Regions from separate parts of the Mus musculus genome. Here region 2 is linked to region 1. The links are chromatin contacts, called in public HiChIP or PLAC-seq maps. All regions are on one chromosome and are shown on one strand. Each heading gives the region's core, a stretch centred on a gene start, on an enhancer-like site or on the middle of the called end of the contact. The rest is flanking DNA. Distances are from core to core; before and after follow the strand shown. Region 1 overlaps Maml3 (mastermind like transcriptional coactivator 3). Region 2 overlaps Maml3 (mastermind like transcriptional coactivator 3).

The links. HiChIP or PLAC-seq counts read pairs in DNA pulled down with a chosen protein or histone mark.
Region 2: an HNF4G HiChIP or PLAC-seq map of pancreatic cancer cells shows a contact between it and region 1. The contact joins two enhancer-like sites. A contact is called at or near these places in 3 of 39 promoter capture datasets (cranial neural crest, frontonasal cranial neural crest and maxillary cranial neural crest), 1 of 484 Hi-C or Micro-C datasets (the N1E-115 cell line), 14 of 115 datasets of contacts at active chromatin or transcription factors (bone marrow-derived macrophages, cardiomyocytes, craniofacial prominence and 10 more) and 1 of 9 other capture datasets (embryonic stem cells).

The regions. Positions count from the first base shown.
Region 1 is chr3:52,044,879-52,047,661 of GRCm38.p6, forward strand. The region is part of intron 1 of Maml3 (mastermind like transcriptional coactivator 3); the gene reads right to left. Among named protein-coding and RNA genes, the nearest start is that of Maml3, 59 kb to the right of the region's middle. Within about 2 kb of position 1,388, at least 377 of the 459 cell types and tissues checked have an H3K27ac peak or open chromatin away from gene starts, as enhancers often do. A contact at or near this core is called in the N1E-115 cell line, epiblast stem cells and pancreatic cancer cells, where this site is marked.
Region 2 is chr3:51,738,096-51,740,795 of GRCm38.p6, forward strand. The region is part of intron 2 of Maml3 (mastermind like transcriptional coactivator 3); the gene reads right to left. Among named protein-coding and RNA genes, the nearest start is that of Gm46803, 32 kb to the left of the region's middle. RefSeq lists an enhancer at 757-1,761. Within about 2 kb of position 1,431, at least 105 of the 459 cell types and tissues checked have an H3K27ac peak or open chromatin away from gene starts, as enhancers often do. A contact at or near this core is called in the N1E-115 cell line, epiblast stem cells and pancreatic cancer cells, where this site is marked.

The sequences.
Region 1 (2,783 bases), core at 138-2,637:
GCCCAGGAATACAGCACAAGAGAAACCCCCTTGGGGGACAGGAGCCTACTAAGACCTAGTGGCTGATGGGGTGAGACACAAACAACCCACCAGGGTGGGAGTGGCCGAGGGGCTTCCTCGAAGGGGAGGCCCACTCCGGCTGGGCTGTGGTCCTTTTCGGGCCTCTTCACTGGGGCAACCGAGAAGACGAAACATCTCGCTTAAAACATCGCGTCGGTTCCAAATAATGATGGCGATAATTAAAAAGCAACAGAAATTTAGCTGTGGAGCGATTGTGGACAGGAGGCAAGGTAATGTACAGAAGCCGGTCACAATGAACGATTACTAAGTCAGGACAAGCAAGAGAGACAGAAGCCAAAGCAGAGAACCCTCATTTTAGGCCACACTGCTCTTTCAAGCAACGAGGGGGGGGGGGTGGAGTCAGGTAGTGGCGGGATGGGGGTTGGGGGAGGGGCACTTAACCCTTTGCTAGTTCCGCCCTAAAATCCCTGGGAACTTGGGAGCCTCCTCAGCTAGCCCTGAGTGGGCACACCAGAGCTTGCTTTTGTGGTCTCTTGGATTTTAGGTCGGTAGCAAGTCTCTGCCTTTTAAAAGAAGACATGTAGGCTTGGCACAGTGCCACCTCGATCCCCTCACTAGGCTGACTGAGGCTGGAGGATCCTGAGTTACAGGCCAGTCTGGGATACATAAGAAGGAGGTCTCAAAGCGTGCCCTGTCCTCCCCCCAAAACATTCCTTAAAGGCACAGCCAGGTATGAGATGAACCAGAAAAGAAAACAACAACAACAACCACCATTTATGAATCCTCCTGTGGAGAGTCAGGTTTGGCAAAGATGCCCTCCCTTGAAGGGTGAATGGAAGTGGATCTCAGCCTCTTAGGGTTTGGTTTTCTCTGCCTCCCACACAAAGGCAACATTTCCTGCACTGTATTATAGTTTTTATTCCTAAAGTTTTAAGCCATTCCTGTCTACCCAGGCAACTTTATAGCTGAAGTGAATTAACTTAGCTGGGGGTGGGGGGGGGGTCTTCATTTGGAAGTGGATCTACCTGAGGAATACACACATACACACACACACACACACACACACACACCCTGACCACACAAGGTAGAGAAAGAAAAGAAGCAGAGAAGAAAGCTGTGGGAAGGCAGCTCCCGCAGGACACCGTAGGACTACTGTGACGACGGACCAGCCGGAGGGGTAGGGAGCCAACTTCAGTCTGTGAGCCAGGAGGCTATAAGAAGCACGCTCCCTCTGACATTCCATCCTCCACAACTCCAGCAACCACAGGAGGAGGGCCTAAGCCGGAAGAGACCTGTTCTAGCTGGATCTATCTCCGCCTGTCTCTAGGTTGAAAATAAAACTCTGAACTTCTCTGCCAATGAGCTCTGCCAGGCCCGATGACGTCCCGGCACGTCAGTTCTATTTGCAGGCAAGGTCCCTGTGCACCAGGTGAGGAGGAGTCTGGGCAGAGGACTCTGGGATGGTGGGCCTGACTTCCCACTGTGCACAGCCGAGATCTGAAAAGAGCTGCCGGGGTGCTAGTAATTGCACACGTCAGCGAGAGCTGTGCAAAGGAGAGTGGGCTCAGAGAGAGCTAATTGCTATCCTCGGGCTATGTGCTCCTTGTTGAATACCAGAGCGGGAAATCTGATCTGTGCAAAGCAAAGGAAAATCACCAGTAAAATAAAACAAGGAGGCAGCCTGCCCACGCTGGCCACAGACTCCCATTTGTCCTTCCCTCATCTACCGTCATCCTTATTATTAAGAAAATCTATAAATCTGGAACTCTTAGATTTCTTTCTCTTTTCTGTCACTGGGGACAACTGAGCACAGAGACTGGCTCCTCAGATAATGGTGGCCCCAAATGAAGCTCCTAAGGATCCCGAGAGTCTAACTTTCTCCTCCTTTTCATGTCTGTTTGCAAGGATTTATAATCATCGTCATCACCATCATTATCGTCTAAGCAGAACCACCATTTGAACCTCTCCTTCCTTGCTTTCTCCCACTTCCTCGGTCAGTGTCTTAGCTCATTAATTCCTGGCTCTCTGGATCCTGAAGTGTGCGATAAGCTGCTCTTTTTCTTTTGTCTCAAGGCCAAAAAGACTTTCTGGAGAGGCAAGCTCCACAAGTCCGGCCCTCCCGGCCGTGAGTGACAGCTTAGAGGAGCTTTGGCAGCCTGCCACCGATAGCCAAGAACACAGAGCCGTCCAATCAGCAGCATGAATCCCTTCCTACTGCGACACGGGGGCAGCCTTTCTTCAGCTTGGCTGCTGACACCCAAGGATCTCAGAGTTGCCTCCGCCTGTGATCCTGCCTCTTCCTCAAAGGACCTCACAGTGTACGGACCTTGGGTTCATCCTTCTGCGGTGGTTCCGTCAGATTCAGTTTAATCATGGGAAGAGCTTTAGCTCCTCCCACTTCACACTCCACGCATTTCCTGCTCCCCCTGTCTTGACAGAGCAAAAATCAATGACTCTGCCACTGTGGGTTATCCAGGGTGATAGCAAGAGCCTGTCTTGGATCTCAGTGCCTCCCCACAGACCTGCACACCCCAAACTGGAAACCATGAGTTCTTTCTAAAGAGACCTTTCTAAAGAGACTGATGGTCCACCAATCCTTCAGGCTGGGCTCCTATTCCCTCCTCATCTCCCATCTCTAAAAGCAAAAGCTTTTTGCATTTTATTTCACTCACATTTCTCAAATCCAGCTCCCAGCACCCTGAGATGAGGGCACAGCCCCTTAGCTCAGCCCCGAGCCCTCCTCTGTGTCTCTTGCCCAACAC
Region 2 (2,700 bases), core at 181-2,680, 310 kb before region 1:
AAGGCCCCTAAGAAAGCACTGAGTCTCTCATCTCCCACAGCAGCCCAGTGACAGGTACTGATCAAGTCTTGAGGTTGCCATTGTCATCAACTGCATCATGTTCCCAATCTCAGAGTGAGTTCTCAGAGGCCAGAGGACAGGAGACACCAGACAAATGAAGGGCTAGGGCAGGAGAATCCTAGGCTGAGGGAGCAGCCGGCCCAAAGATGGAACACAGCAGACTCACTTCTGAACTTTGTGGTCCACAGCATGACTAAAGATGAGATAGAGGACTCAGCAGGTAACAGGTGCCCAAGGACAATAGGCTTTGAGTGGGTTAAGTGGGCATTGTAAGCTAAGGGTGAAGGGACTCATATTTCCTCTGGAAGGCAGCTGACCTGTGAATGGGTTGAAGGACAACTGAATATTCTCAGGACTATGTCCAAGCATGTGATAATAATAGCCCGAGCGCGGAACGAATGAATGAATGAATGAATGAACGAATGAATGCCTAGAGAACAATAGAAATAATTAGGGTTCAATCCTGAAGCCCACTCGTAAGAATGACTACACTTAGAGGGTTGCATATTTTACTTTTAGAGAGTGGGAAGAATAATTTTGTGAACTATGAAAAGAATTTAAATCCTGTGTTGCTCCATTAATGATCAAGACAAGACATGTCTTAATAAGAGAATTAGCAGCACAAAAAAAAAGAAAAGAAAACAAAAGAAAAAAGGAAAAGAAAAAAAAAAGATAAAAGGGAAAAAAAGAAAAAAAATCCTGGGAGGAGAAACTGTTGGGGGAGGATCATGTTTGGGAACTAATTGAAGATTTGCGATAGTAATTTTTAAATCATAGACATGAATTAAGTCTGGACCGTGATGGCTGCATTCACTACACACAGCGGTTGGAGGATGATACAAATGGTTATATGATATTATATATTGAACCTCCACATTACAAGATTGTTGGAAATTAAGCTGTTTGTAACTTCCTTTGGAGGCAAGAGAAATATGTGTGCAAATGTTAATCAGGCCCCCGACCTGTCTTTTGGTGCAGTTTGATAGCCATATCTGGGATGGGAGCCAAACTCTCCTTTAGGGGAGAGCTAGCAGTCCCTAGAGCCTCGGTGATGAATTGCAGAGTCTGGGAACAGGAGAGGAAGTGGCCAGGACTAGAACAAAGGGCTGGAGCTGTGGTGGGTGCCTGGCTCCTCGTGGCTGCAGGCGGTATGTTCTGTGACTCTGGCTTTTATACAGCTCCTTTCTCAGCCCTCAGAATTCTTAATCCTATTTTCATTGCCCTAGGTAAACCGGAAAATATTTCCTTCTTGAATGCGGTTACTCACACAATAAACAGGTAATAAACATTTTACTGCCCTGAGCAGCCTCCTGCCGGGCAGGCAGGCTGGGGAGAAAAGGCTGCAGTGGGTGACCCCCTACAGGACAAACTGCAGGCGACAAAGGAGGCTAGTAACCCTTTAATAGTGCTCACCTCAGTGGTTCCGGGAGAGTGACCCTGAGCTGCTGGCACGAATTAGCCAGCCCCAGCGCTAGGGAGTCCTCCCTGCTTGAGGCTAGTAAGGGAAGATTTGATTTCACCAAAAGGCAATTTAGTTGCCATTTCAAAGCTCTGGCTGGCTAAACTAAGGATGTGGATGAAGCAGGGTTTACAATCTCTCATCTTAAACCTTGAGCAGGGAGCTCTGAAGGCTGGAAGGCCGGAGAAGTAGTTCTGGAAACAGGGATTCTCTCTCTAGTTTGCATCTTGCTTTCCAACACATCTTTATTTCCTTGTTCTTCTTGATATCTTCTCTGTATATCTGATTAGATAATTCTTATCATCCTTTGTCTTGTGCAAAACACAGTGGACATCTTATCTTCCCTCTCTCCCTCCCCTTCTCCCTCCCCTTCTCCCTCCCTCTCTCCCTCCCCTTCTCCCTCCCTCCCTCCCTCCCTCCCTCTTTCCCTCCCTCCCTCCCTCCCTCCATCTTGCTTTTCTGAACATCAAACCCAGGGCTTTGTGCATGCATCCTAATCCAACATCATGTAGATGTGTGTGTGTGTGTGTGTGTGTGTGTGTGTGTGTGTGTGTGTATGTGTGTGTGTATACACATCACACACATACACACACACATATATATACACATACACATACTCTTAAAAACATTTCATTTTTCATGTATTTATTATTTAGGGGCACTGTGGAGGTTAGCCAGTTCTCTCCTTCCACCTTGAAGATTTCTGAGGAGGAAACTCGATCACCAAGCTCGGTGGCAAAGTGATTTCACCAGTGGAGCCATCCTGTTCTCCAACATTTTTTCAATCACACCCAGGGTTCCCTCAAAAGCCTGCTACCAGGCTGGGAGAGATGGCTCAGTGGATAAGATTCTTACCAGGCAAGCCTGAAGATCACAGCTCAGATCCCCAGACCCACAAAAGGCAGACAGATGTGTTAGAAGGCACCTGAAACCTTGATTCACTTGCGGTGAGATGGAAGGCAGAGACAGGACAACACCTCCAGCTAGCCGGACTTCTACAGTGGTGATCAATAAGAGACTCTGCTCAAAGCAAGCTGGGAGCAAGGACAACCAAGACTGTCCTCTAGTCTGTACATCTGCTCTGCTCTGTCTGTCTGTCTCACTCATTCTCTCTCCATCTCTCTCTGTCTCTCTGTCTCTCTCTCATTCTCTCCCTCCTCTCTCTCTCTCATGCATGAGCA